Regions from separate parts of the Danio rerio genome. Here regions 1 and 3 are each linked to region 2. Evidence: chromatin contacts called from public HiChIP or PLAC-seq data. All regions are on one chromosome and are shown on one strand. The core of a region is the stretch at or near the end of the contact, and the rest is flanking DNA. Distances in the headings are between cores, read along the strand shown.

Region 1 (4,665 bases), core at 1,399-3,898, 190 kb before region 2:
AACCTGGGCCTGCTTACATGGCAAACCGTGGAAACATTTCAATCCTTCTCATCAAAAATAAAAATTCTGTCATCATCTACTCACCATCACCTTGTTTCAAAGAGTTTTATTTCTGTTGAACACAAAAGAAGATATTTTGTAGATTTTTTAACATCAGGACCTCCATCATTCTTCAAAATATCTTCTTTTGAGATTGTTTGGGTTGGGTGTGAAACCACTCGAGGGTGAGCAATTTGTGTTTTCGGATTACCTATTCCTGTAGGCATTTTAACGTAAAATTCAAAACATTTCCTCAAACATAATACCTAAAAACAAAGAACAAGGATGCTTTTATATTTTTCTGATTACGTCGGGTTTACTCTTTACGATTAAGATCACAGAAAATATTTACTTCCTCTCATGGGTGTTGCATAAAGGTATTAACATTTACTTCATAACAAAGCAAACAGAAAATCTAGTACGTGAAAACGTTGTTTAATCTGTTAAATAGTGGCTTATTATCACACTAAAACAGTCTGATAGTTATCACTAAGCCCATGTAAAGCACTGCCTTTGGACATTGATGTCATTGAACAATCATTAGTGTAGGGGATTCATTATTCATTATTTTCCAGTACATCAGACTGGGAGATGTTATGTTAAATAACACCTCCTGGAAGAGGAAACAGCAGCAGTCATGCAGTTGATGTGGTCCTGCCCTAAACATTCCTCTGCCATGAGCGATTAACCAGAAAAAAACATTTCAAAGATTAAATAAACTAGCTACTATAACAGGTTGGATGTGATCCATTCACAGGTAGCATGAACAGGATTGTCTGCTTCACTCAATTGAAAGCTTACTGGTTTGAGAGTCTCATTTAAAAGTTTAAGATGATGACTAAATGCCCATGTTTTTCTTTTCTTTTTTACTTAAGTGACAATTTAATTGGGGCTTAGCAATATTTCTGTGCTCTTTGTGAAAGAGAAATATTGACCTGAAAATACTATTGGTGTTGGTATTTAGAGATTACTATTAACATGGAATGCACATGCAGCACCTGTCATAACACACCTATATTTACATGAATGAGATTTCATAATGTCTTTCTGACACCACACTCACAGATCAGTCTTTTTTTAAACAATGATATTTTTTTTGCTAAACATCACAGGATATTTGTTCAGCCTATGATGATTTATTCATTAACTCATTCTGAGCTCAATGATGATCTAAGTCTATTTTATTTAGGGCTAAAATATAGTAAAAACAGGGAGCAGAGATTGAAATTCAGTACATTTTAAGACCTTTTTAAGACTCTGCATACATTTTAAGACCTCATCACCACTTCAGGTTTCAACCAGTAAAATTGGCGACATTTTAAATTGCAATATATTTACTGACTGTTAATACTGATTGCAAGAAACTAATCCTAAACTAAAACTGTATTTATATACTGAATAAAAATGTTAATCCGGCCTTTACAACAGCAGGAATAAGTGTTTATCTGGTTTACTGCAGAAAACGAAGCCGTGTGATGTCTAATTTAGCAGAATTTGTTTGATTTCATAAACTACACAGCAAACTTATATACAAAATTCAGGCAAGCTTTAGCATACTGATATAAAATTTAATATATTTTAAAATAGCATTTAAGACTTTTTAATAATTTTTAAAGGGCCTTAAATTTCTTTAAATTAATTTATCAATTTTTAGGACCCCGCGGACACCCTGTAATAACTACAGGCAACAACAACAACTAAAGTTTTTTATGCACCTGCCAGTTTTGCTGTTTTACAGATGGATATTCAACCATAATTTGCCTGGTTATATACACAGTAATTTAATGTACATAAATGCTTTTATTTTCCTGAACATTCGCACAATTTCAAAAATTGTGGGGATTAAAGAGATTCCCCAAATTCCTCACTGTAAAAACTCTTTACTCGTGTGTCACAAAGATTAAACAAGAATTTTCAACAGGGCTTCAGATATTTATGCAAGAAATTATATTTATGTGAAAAAGTACGTAACGTTATATTTAAACGTAATATTATTACTGGAGTATGGTATTAGTTATTTGTACAGGTATTGATAGTTTTTTTTAGACAATTGACCTATAATGTCATGCTTGAAATCATGTTCACATAAAGAAGAACTGACACGTTACCTGAGACAAGTTTATTTCATTTTGAAAAAATAGCGTATCAGTGTAAATATATTCCTTTTAAAACATTCTAAATGTCAATGACATATTTTTATTTCTCCAGTCTTATTAAAATAAAAGCGGCAATAACGTTAAATAAATAACTATAAACAAGCGTACATTTATAATCAGTATCTACAAGCACGCGCGCCATTTCTACCACGAGGAAGATGATAAACATACGGGATTTCCGCTTCACAGTCAACGTTAACGAATCGCTTAATACAAAACCCCTTACCCAGACCGTTCAGTTTATAAATATTTCTTACATCTTTACCTCAGACATTTGACGACTTAGAAGGAACTGTTAGGAGAATGAAGGTTAAAGACCTTACCCTCTACTGAGATGATGTGCTGAAGATCCAGCGGCTCGCACGCAGACAGACAGCAGACACGCTGAGCAGCGTTCACGGAGCAGACGAGAGAAATGAGCAACAGAGCAGGACATGCGATACTAAAGTCACCCGGAAATACCAACCTTTTAAGGAAAATACTTTATTTTCCCCCCATGGGTAGGGTTACTCTGACGTCAAGAACAATGCCCATTGTAGAGAAACGTGTTCCATTGAACTAAACTAGTTTGCATTTGTTCTCATGTATATTCATTGTTTTTTTAAGTTAATATTTTTTTACAGATTAAAACTGTAAAGAACAACCATTTGTAATTTGTATTTATTAATACATCATTACATAAAACGTGTGCTCAAGATTTCAGATTATAAAACTCTGAATAGGAGCAATTCAGCGTTATGGATGTGACATTTTCAGTAAAAACTAAACATAAACACACAAAGTATATTAACATTATATTGAAATATCCAATAATATCCTGTTATTTTCCAAAAGAATCAACCAAAGTTATGGGATCAGAAAAATATTAATCTGTAAACTTTTTTTATATTTTAAATTAGGAAAATAAACATATGTTATGGATATGACTTTGTGAGTTCCCTTGAAACAACATACTCCATAGAAATTAAAGGGTTGTCTTGATACCATTAATTCATGTCATTATACTATACCAGCTAAAGTATCGCGATACCAAGCAGTATTGTAATACTGTAATTCATAACTCAAATTCTTGAAATAAAGAAAAAATTCAGAAATACTATATTTTATGTTATAATAGGCCTACATGAATGTAAATAATAATTCCATTATTATTGAAAAAAGTGTTTGCACGTCTCTTCGGCTAAAATGTATTCATGCCAACAAAGAAATACATTCAAATAAAAAACTAATTATTCCAAATGAAACTGGCTACAAAAAAAGCATTTTTCAATGTTTCCTGTTGCTGTTTTGGGTTTTTCATCCAATGTCTTTCAGTCTTATTGGGTAAAAATTCAAAGTCATTCAAAGTGTTGTAGCTATTAAATCATATTGACAGGAGCAGAAATTAACGGATTCAGATTTGAACTGAAGCATAAAAAATATGCAATAGGCTACCATAAAAAGTGCAAATTCGACAGTTTTGTAACCTTAGAAGGCTTCATAGACTACTAAAATTAAATCGTCTATTTTTACACAAACGTGTGTGCATTTAGTAACTTTTCCACATGCAACATTATGAATTGTTAATGACGATATTACAGATTACAAACTACAGTGGCACTGGCAGTATTGTGAAGCCATAGTATCACGATACTACCATAGTACCAGTAAACTGTGCAAGTCTAAGAAAATCTGTGAATTAAACTGCATAGCCCAAAAGAAATAATGCTAATCCAAAGGATAAGTGTTAGCTCAACATAGAACAAATGTGATCAATTTCGTTTTATTTGACATTTTTGCATTTATAATGGAAAAGCTTCATTATGGATGTGACGGATGTGAAATGACCACTTGACAACAGGAAATGTTGATGAGCCAACAATATGACCACATTACGTTTCATTTTCCATCATTTTCTGGTCAAAATATTAATGATGTAAACAACTGCCATTTTTATTTGTATCCTATTTGGTTTTTCATTAATAGTAATAACAATAAAACTGTTTCCATTGACGATTGTCATTGATTTGATGCATGTTAGAATTATTGCAGTATTGCACTTATACACATGGTGACACAATGAACTAAGCATTTTATGATGGGAAATGTAAATCATTTAACCTTTCAAATCTCCCATTCCCTCAAAAACAAATAAACAAAACTAAATTATACTGTAATGTTGCACTGTAATTTATTAGGACAATCCAGTCAATATATCATAAAAAAATTACAATTTATTAGTAAACCGAGTCACATTTTATAAGCATTTAAATATATGCTAGAAAGGTTAAAACTTCTTTTTTTTTACTCCTGTAAATATGAAAAACACACAAAAAAGAAAGAATCAGCCAGAAGTATACAATTCAGCTTATATTACTTTAAACGTAATACATTTTGACATTTATCCCAACAATTAAGATTTGAAGATTTAACAAATGACTCTAAATGTTGAAGACCTACTTAAATTCTCTTCATTTCCTTTATACACAAC
Region 2 (4,533 bases), core at 208-2,707:
GACGTCAGCTGCATGTGTGAATGAATATTGGAAGAAAGTAGCTCCTAATACAAGAGTTTTAGACTCTGTGTTTGATTTTCTTTTTTATGTACAAGATTGTGCCGTCGAACTGTTGTCTAAACGCAATATCACACTTGTAGCAGTGTGCTATGGCTGTATATCAGCACTGGAGGGGCGCTAAGGCACAGCCTTTATATTTGGAGACTCGTGGTTTATATAACACGAGTCTCCAAATGCGAACATTATCAAACACTGTGGGTCTCATAATGCTACAGGGGGTTTATTTAAAGGACAGGCCTGAGAGAATGGCAGATGTTCTGGTGCCAGCAGGCTGTCTGCCCTCCGGGGTGTCTGAAAGGGTGAATGATTATGATGATGGGTCCCCTGTTGCAGGAATGCGCTGAATGAAAGCAGACACTCCGGGGTTAAACCTGACCTGTTGGAGTCCTTTTGTCTCCGCATAATTGACTTGCTAAGAGGTTTCAGAGCGAGAACAATATGAGAGGAAGGAGTGGCGAAGCGCACCGTGACGCCATACAACACACCATAACACAACAAAAGAAACAAGTTAGTTTATCGAGACGCATTTAAACTCATTAAGACACTAAATTAGTTTGGTATACTAATAAGTCTCACCTAGGAGTCATGCGTCTCTCCTGGGACTCCCGGTTGCTCATGAAGGAAGGCACGCAGTTGGTGAGCTCGGTCCAGTCCGCGTGCAGACCGCAGCTCCAGCCGGTGGAGAAGCGGGAGAACAGCCAGGTGTCGCGTTTGCCCGGCCGGTAGCAGGTACACTTCTTCTGGCCCGCATGGCACTCGCACGGCCTCTCCAGCTGGATGTTGCGGACCAGGTGACGGCCGAATGTGGTCCCTCCGGTTTTTTGAATGTGGAGGAACACAATAACATCGTCCCCCTTAATGTGGAAATCCACCGCGCGACTAAGGTCTTTAGTGGTAAAATTAAAACGAGGCACAAAGCGAACCAAAGCACCGTCCTCCGAGCTGTACGGATCTCCCGCACCGGCTCCGTTCAAGCGATCTCCGGGCGCGCGACTCCCCAGCCTCGAGGACAATGATGCCAGGTGTAGTAACTGCCAGTCGGATGTTGAACATATGTATTGCAGTACAATTCCGCCAAAAAACAGAATCATCAGCAGCGCGATGAGTAGCCGGCTGTAGTTGGATTTCCCATCCATCTTCTCGCTGGAAAAGTGAAAGCATTACTCGGTTGTGCGGCGGCTCGCTCACCGCGTCGCGTCGGCCAGGAGGAATGTTGAACAAAACCTGTGACTCGAGCACATCAAAACACGAACACGCCCAGCGCTTCTGGTGGATGTTCGTTTGATTGAAGCGAGTCTAGTCGGTGTCTACATGTTTTCACGAGGCTTTGTAGTCCGAACTTACATCGGATTGCTTTGTGATTCTTCGATAACTTCTGCTGTTTACCTCTGCCACAAATTCGTACTCGCTCTTCCCAGTTCCTCGTTTTCCCAGTAGTCCACATACAACGCCCACATCCGTACACCACTCTTCAAAATAAAAGTCCATAGGAATACTTTTATTGTGTAATATTGTCTTTTTTTTACATTTAATTAAAATCAGTTTGATATTTGTATGTGATTTAAACTGCTTTATGTGTATTTAATGGTAATACTAATTGTTTAATTGTGTATAAAATATAATAAAATTAACTATATATTTAATATTTATTAAATAAAAACTATATATTTTCATATAATTTTGCATCATATTAATCATAAATTATTAGTTAATGTTTTATTAAATAATATATACTTGTTATATAATACATACTTGTAATATATACTTATATAACATATACTGGTTTTGGCCGGTCAAACTGGTTTTAGCTGGTCATTTTTCAGCCTAACCAGCCTGGAAATAGCCAATACCCCTCTAAAGCCAGGCTGGTTGACTAGCTTGAAGCAGGCTGGTTTAAGCAGTTTTTTTAGTAACCAGCTTGGTGAAAGGGGTGATTCTTATTTTGTTTTGTTTTTTTGCCAAAAAAAAAAAAAAAATGTGTACCTCTTTCCAGTTATTTGCCTCATTTTCTATTAAACTATAAACTCTGAATTTAGGTTACATTATTTTTAGCTGAATTAGCTTGTCGATGGTATTGTCAGTATTTTTAAAATATGTAAATTTATTACATCATAATATCAATACAAAAAAGTTTTAAATTAAAAACTATTGTCATTTATTAGGCTAACAAACTGGCCAGCACAACTTTCCTCGGTCAGAATTTGGCCATTTGAATAATAAAAAAATAAAACACAATAATTATGAGCTTCACACCTTTTCCAGCCTCACTTGTAAAAAAAAAGTACATGATTATAACAACTTATTTTAATATGGGCTGCTTTTGGTGCTTCACACTTTTTTATTGGTCATGTTTTCTTTCAAGAATAAGGTCCAAGATTTAGAATAAGTCACTTGTAAAATGTTTACCCTGTTTAAAAACAATATAGTAGCAAAAGATGACCACTTACATCAGATTATATGTTTTACACAGCTGGATGTTGGACTCTTGAAAATTAATTGTTTGCATTGAAGAAAACTGATTAACTGAAGTCACACCAGGATTCTTTCCCAGAGATGGGTTGATCTAAAATAAGCGGTTCATTCTGATGAGCCAATTAAGCATAAGGTAAGCGTGTAAATGAAGTATAGCAATGCACACTTATCAAAAAATAAACTTAAAAAATGTCTTAATATACATCTGAAGTCAGAATTATTAGCCCCCTTTAATTTTTTCTTCTTTTTTAAAATATTTCCCAAATTATGTTTAACAAAGCAAGACATTTTTGATAATATTTTTCCTTCTGGAGAAAGTCTTATTTGTTTTAATTCGGCTAGAATAAATTTTTTTTTTTTTTTAAACATTTTAAGGTCAAAATTATTGGCCCCTTTAAGAAATATTTTTTCGATAGTCTACAGAACCATCATTTTACAATAACTTGCCTAATTACCCTAACCTGCCTAGTTAACCTAATTAACCTAGTTAAGCATTTAAATGTCACTTTAAGCTGTATAAAAGTGTCTTGAAAAATATCTAGTAAAATATTATTTACTGCCATCATGGCAAAGATAAAAGAAATTGGTTATTAGAAACGAGTTATTAAAACTATTATGTTTAGAAATGTGCTGAGGAAAATCTCTATTAAACAGACATTGGGGAAAAATTGGGGGGCTAATAGTTCTGACCAACTGTATATAAAGATCATGTATAATTAAGTTTACTTCCAATAGCGCAGAAAAGAAACTGAAGATTTTTAAAAATATATCATTATACCAACTAACATTCATCAGGATTTAACTCATTAACTTACTATTTATTTAGCATATTGTGGTCAGCATCACATTTATTTACATTAGCAATTAAGGAATGAATTTGAGGCTATGTTTGGATGCTTATCTGCTATGGGAGGTTAATAGCGTTACATTTATATCTGTCAGTGTTTATCTTATCTTAGCAGCTTATGTTAATTTAATAACAAACACAAAGACTGAATAATGGCTGATTAATCAAAGCTCATGATTGTTTTAACTCTTCATGGGCCCATTTAAAATTATCTAAAATAAGCGGTTCATTCTGATGTGCCAATTAAGCCTAAGCAAAGTGTGTAAATGAAGTATAGCAATGCACACTTATCAAAAAATAAACGTACAAAATATCTTAATATACACACACAAGATTGTTAAAGCAATCAATCAACAGATACAGCACGCAGATAAGAAACCACACCACACATCACAATTAAATATCTGCAGTCTTTATTTCAACAAGACTAAGAAATGTTTAATATAACTTTTCTCTTACATTTTTAGCATCTATCTCTCTTGGTTTTGCCCATATTAAGCACATACTCTGAATGGGTAAAATCTGATGAACATCTCTCAGAGACCACTAAATCGACTGCTCATTATTTACAATTGTTTTTCTTTTCTCCTCTTCTTTCTTTAGTCTCTCTCCCTCCTCCTCCTCCTCCTCATCACTGATGTACAGAGCTGTAGGCTCTGCAATCCATCCGCCTGAAGCTCAGCACTCAAACTTAAAGATGACACCGCAGAGGATCGCTTTCCTGATCCGTAAAGTCCATGTCATCTTCACACTGACTCAGAGCAGCTCCACATACAAGCACAAGACACTTCCTCCTTTCCTGGTCTTCTTTACATCAGAGCCATCATAAAACATGTGACTGTGGGAAGCTTTGGGTCATCGGGATGAACAGAAAACACGTACAGCTTCCTATTCATGCCTCAATTTAAACAAACAAACAAACAAACAAACAATCTGAGGTGCGGAGCATCACTGCTGCACAGATCTTTACTCATTTCAGACTTCTTTTCACGTCTGAGGACTGGCCATTCATCCGTAGACACTGAATGAATGAATAAAAGCGTGTGCACGTCGCAGATAGGATTAAAAACAACATTTAAAATTGCGGTGAGGTATCTGAATGCCAATTTTTTTATCTTTTAAAAAAGTGCATGTGACATTAGGAACGATCAAGG
Region 3 (4,641 bases), core at 918-3,417, 180 kb after region 2:
AGAATAAAATAAGTTTCTAATAATAATAATAATAATAAAACATTCAATATTATTAGATTTTAAGCAATATGTTTTTTAATTGTCTATAGAACAAATCATTATTTTTTGACTTCCCTAATTACACTAACTTGCCTAATTAACCCAGTTAAGCCTTTAAATTGCACTTTAAGCTAAACACTAGAGTCTTGAAAAATATCTATTAAAATATTATGTACTGTCATAATGGCAAAGATAAAAGAGATTATTAGAAATTAGCAAAAGAGATTATTAGAAATTAGCAAAAGAGATTATTAGAAATTAGCTATATATATATATATATATATATATATATATATATATATATATATATATATATATATATAAAACTTTGTTAAGTACTCTTCACATTGATTGATTATCCAAGGTTCCATCATGTTTCTTTGATTAAATACAGATTTTCAAAGTTGTGGTATTCTTTTTGAATAACCCTGTTAATTCTCATAATTTGTACCACAACTATAGGTATGCGGTGGCACAGAGTTAGACCTCTTTCTTGACTTCACACAGAAACAGCAATGCGTGTAGCATGAAGTCACTTTGTTGCATAGATGCTATTGGTTAAATGGTTAAACATGGAAGCAGCTTGAAGCAGAAAACACAAGTATTTCTCAGGTCTGGAGGTATTATAAAGTTGATGAGAACTTTTAATGGCGTTGCAAGTGTCCTTGATGAGAACAGAAACAGGCTTAAACCTGACAAAGTAGAGTTGTTAGTTTTCATTAAGAAAAACAGACCTTTCATTCCGTAAAACGTGATACTGTGACAACAGTAACAACAGAGTTAGGAGTGCAGTTCCTAAAAGCATATTACTGGCTTTGCAAACACTGAGGCACTTTTATTTATTTAATTTTTGTTTACATGCCTTCCGGGTATTTTGGTTGAAGTGCTATTTGTTTTTATTATTTATTAGAAGATTTATTGGAAGATTATGATTATTATTTTTTTAATAACTGTTGTACTAAAGTCCAAAAGTGAAGCATTATGTTATTTATTAATTGACTGTTAAAGCTACCTCACAGAAGTGCTCTGTTTTTGCTAACAAAGTTGTTCAATGATAAAATAAGGTAAATTAAATAAAAAATAAGGAACACCCTGGAAAAACCTGATCAGGGCATCCCTATTAAAAATATTATGTTCAGAAATGTGTTAAAAAACTCTTCCTTCAGTTGAACAGAAATTGGGGGAAATATACAGGAGCCGTATATATATTTCAGCCATACAATTGAAGTCTTAATTATTAGCCCTCCTATATATTTTTCCCCAACTCCTGTTTAACAGAAGGAAAAGTCCAATTTCTCATACACTTGTCCATTTTCTCAAATGTAAATAAAGTAATCAGATAAAAATAGATAAAAATAAACAAATAAACGTGGGGAGAGCATGCAAACTCCACACAGAAACGCCAACTGACCCAGCTAAGGCTCGAACCAGCTGTGAGGTGGCAGCATTACCTACTGCGCCACCGTGTCGTCTCATATTAATTTATTATTCATACCATTTATTTATTTCAAAAGCACTTGACTGCATTCTGACCCCTTCCATTGCCTTTATATAATGACAATCCAGTAGTTACTTGTCATATTCCTTAGTTGTAAATCACTCTGGATAAACGTGTCAGCTAAATGACTCCCTGCAATATAACACAAATGTAAAAGGGGGAAAAAGACTAAAAGTTTCAATAACACGCACACTTGGATCGATCTAACCATAGCCTATAGTCATTCACAGCCAGACTGCGTTGCAACATATCTTCAAGCCGAGCCAAAAACACACATCCTCCAGGTACAGAGGAAGCGCCCGCTGAACTTCCTGTGGATGAGCCAGATGCGTCTCTCTCAGGAATACAAGAATATACAGACTGAAAACCCTAAAGAGTCAAATATCAATGCAGGATCGCACTCACAATAGGGAACAAACTGAACATGAAATATAAGCAGACACACCCTGACACTGACACACACACACACACACACACACACACACACACACACACACACACACTAGGTGATATGACACGCAGCTGTTGTTTTTTAAAGTCAGGAAGGAAGAAAGTGAATGAAAGCCTGTGCTTTGTCTGCATTAATGCACAGATACCGGCAGCCCGTATCACACATGCTGATAATCTACCAGGCTGTGTGTCATAAAGCAGCACGCAGACGTGTGCATCTGTGTGTGTGATGACAGCCAGACTGTTGTGACCGAGTTAAAACCGAGGTGATGAGTTTATGTATGACTGCATGTCTGTGCAATGACTGACACCAATGCAGAGGAGGATTATTTGCAGAAGTTTACTGGTAAAAAAAAAAAGTTTGTGAATTGTAAAAGACAAAATTATATAAAATCAATCAACACCCAGTGTGTTCATTTTAACAAAATGGTTGATAATGTGATTTAATTTAATCATATTACTCTGGACTTTAATGTTTTTTTACAGACAAAATAGAGTAGAACAATAAAATGAGAATAAAATCTCACAAAAGCAAAACAGGAAATAGAAAGTACAAAAATATGACAAATTAGATTCAATATAAATAAAATAATCTAATAAAAATAGATCAAAATAAACAAATAAATACAAATTAGTGCCTTAGTGTCCCACTAGTGATGATATACAGTCATATCACACTGCTATGGGTTTGATATTGTGTTTATACAAGTTTGACGGCAATATCGTGTATATAAAAAAGAAAATCAAACATGCAGAGTCTAAAAACCCAATTGTATGACAAACTACTTTCTTCCGCCATTCATTCACATCAGCAGCTAATGTCAGAACAGCAGAAATCATTGTTACTTCACCAATGCCACTTTAGAGCTAGTATTTGAATGTTTATCTAGCGTAATGTCTAAAGTGATGACAAAACAGGGGATTTTGCTCACATTTTAGGATGATAAGGCTGAACAGCATGAAATGCCATCAGTCTACAGAGAATTTCCAGTATTTTTCTGTCACGGTCGGGATATCAATATAATTATCTCTGAAAAAGCCAAAACCAAACATTAACAAACATCTTATTAATTAATGAGTAAATAATATTATAATAATATGTAAATTAATGAATAAATGTAGTAGTATTTTTAGTAGGGCTAAACAATACTCGTAAAATATGTGAAAAGTATATTTATTGTGATTTCTCTAGAGAAGCGTTTTTAATATCTTTTTTTTTTAAAGGAAATAGGTACTATAAAGTTAGTAACCCTATCTGATTGATCTAATTTGAAACAACCTATTCATGCAACACACAAATGCTTGCCATAAAAAAATAAGTTTTATGATATGGCACATCCTATTATGGAGATGATCATTTGTGCAATCCTTTATTTTTAGTACAAAATTTTGATCACATAATATAATAGAAACTAATTATCATCCAAATACTTTAAATCAATGTATAATCTTGTTTTATAGTATTATTATTTTTTTATTTAATTTAATGTAACAAATTCTATACTCAAAACTATAAAGTTGCTTTTAATATTTTAGGAATATAAAAAAATTGAGCCACTCAAACAGAGGTGATACATTTTGAGCAATCTTAGGTAGAAAAACAAACACTGGTATAAAATAAAACAATATAAAAGTAGTTTTAACAAATAATCATTATAAATAATAACAAAACAAAGAAAATAGGACACAGTTAATATTATTTTTGTATTTTATGTTGTAAATGTTGTCATTTTCAGTATGCCTATAAAGATCAAGCATTATGATAATCGAACACACATTAGCCCTTTAGCATCAAATAAAGCTGATAATCAGTACCTGAGACAATCGCAGCACCATCATACGTATGCTGTTGTTGAAATGGCAAAGTTGGAGAAGCAGAAACTATTTCTAAAATAGTAATGTCATGGCCATGGAAAAGATACACCTTTCATCACATCACAGTGTGACGCACCTGATTGATGTGCTTGAGTTTGTCGATGATCTGACTGATGACGGGTTCTGGTGTTTTTTGTTTGGATTCAGAGCCATGTGGATGAACTCTCTTCAGACCTGGACCAGGAAACCTGCAAAAATAGATGCACATGTCAGTTCTTACATTTAATAAATTACATGTTTTTATGCACATCATACAGTTTAATACTATTTAATTTTACTCCACCACTACTTTAAAGAACATTTCTTTATAGGTTCTTACAGGTCCAAATAAACTGTAAAATTATATTATATTATATTATATTATATTATATTATATTATATTATATTATATTATATTATATTATATTATAAGGGAAATGTCTATCTAGTCATTTGTTCTTGCAGAAAAATGCCTGACAAGCTTACCAACTGTTTGTTGTAGAAGACTGGAAAAACAGATTATCAGCTAGATTTAGGCTACTAATGTAAACAAATGCACAATGATTTGAGCTCTAATAATTTACTCACTTTTACTTTTACTTAATTAAAGTTTGCAGAAAAAAACATGACGGTAATGGCTTAAAAAAATATACCAAATCTTTATAATTCTGATCTAACATTCATGAACTACGCCTGGCATTTAAGTTCAATTATTTAACCGTTAACAGCCAAAGCAAAAGACGGCGAAAATGAAATCAGTTTAAATTGAGGCGAATTCACAAATTAATATGTCATAGTAG

The links. HiChIP or PLAC-seq counts read pairs in DNA pulled down with a chosen protein or histone mark.
Region 1: an H3K4me3 HiChIP or PLAC-seq map of gastrula embryo shows a contact between it and region 2, with 2.0 times the contacts expected there. The contact joins the promoter of slc7a3b here to the promoter of hs6st2 in region 2. A contact is called at or near these places in 2 of 18 Hi-C or Micro-C datasets (hematopoietic stem cells and skeletal muscle) and 1 of 4 datasets of contacts at active chromatin or transcription factors (gastrula embryo).
Region 3: an H3K4me3 HiChIP or PLAC-seq map of embryo shows a contact between it and region 2, with 6 times the contacts expected there. The contact joins the enhancer-like site here to the promoter of hs6st2 in region 2. A contact is called at or near these places in 9 of 18 Hi-C or Micro-C datasets (caudal fin, embryo, gastrula embryo and 2 more) and 4 of 4 datasets of contacts at active chromatin or transcription factors (caudal fin, embryo, gastrula embryo and 1 more).

Annotation. Positions count from the first base shown.
Region 1 is chr14:35,400,835-35,405,499 of GRCz12tu, forward strand. slc7a3b (solute carrier family 7 member 3b) reads right to left here and starts at 2,649. Exons shown (of 12, transcript XM_001342926.9): 1 at 2,519-2,649. The coding sequence starts at 2,631. si:ch211-126c2.4 reads right to left here. Exons shown (of 8, transcript XM_068213360.1): 7 at 4,635-4,665; 8 at 4,344-4,484. The coding sequence ends at 4,635.
Region 2 is chr14:35,594,797-35,599,329 of GRCz12tu, forward strand. It overlaps hs6st2 (heparan sulfate 6-O-sulfotransferase 2), which reads right to left and starts at 1,458. Exons shown (of 2, transcript NM_194421.2): 1 at 637-1,458. The coding sequence starts at 1,196.
Region 3 is chr14:35,769,149-35,773,789 of GRCz12tu, forward strand. It overlaps gpc3 (glypican 3), which reads right to left. Exons shown (of 8, transcript NM_001305618.1): 6 at 3,939-4,050. Among named protein-coding and RNA genes, the nearest start is that of gpc4, 110 kb to the left of the region's middle. Within about 2 kb of position 2,168, at least 6 of the 62 cell types and tissues checked have an H3K27ac peak or open chromatin away from gene starts, as enhancers often do.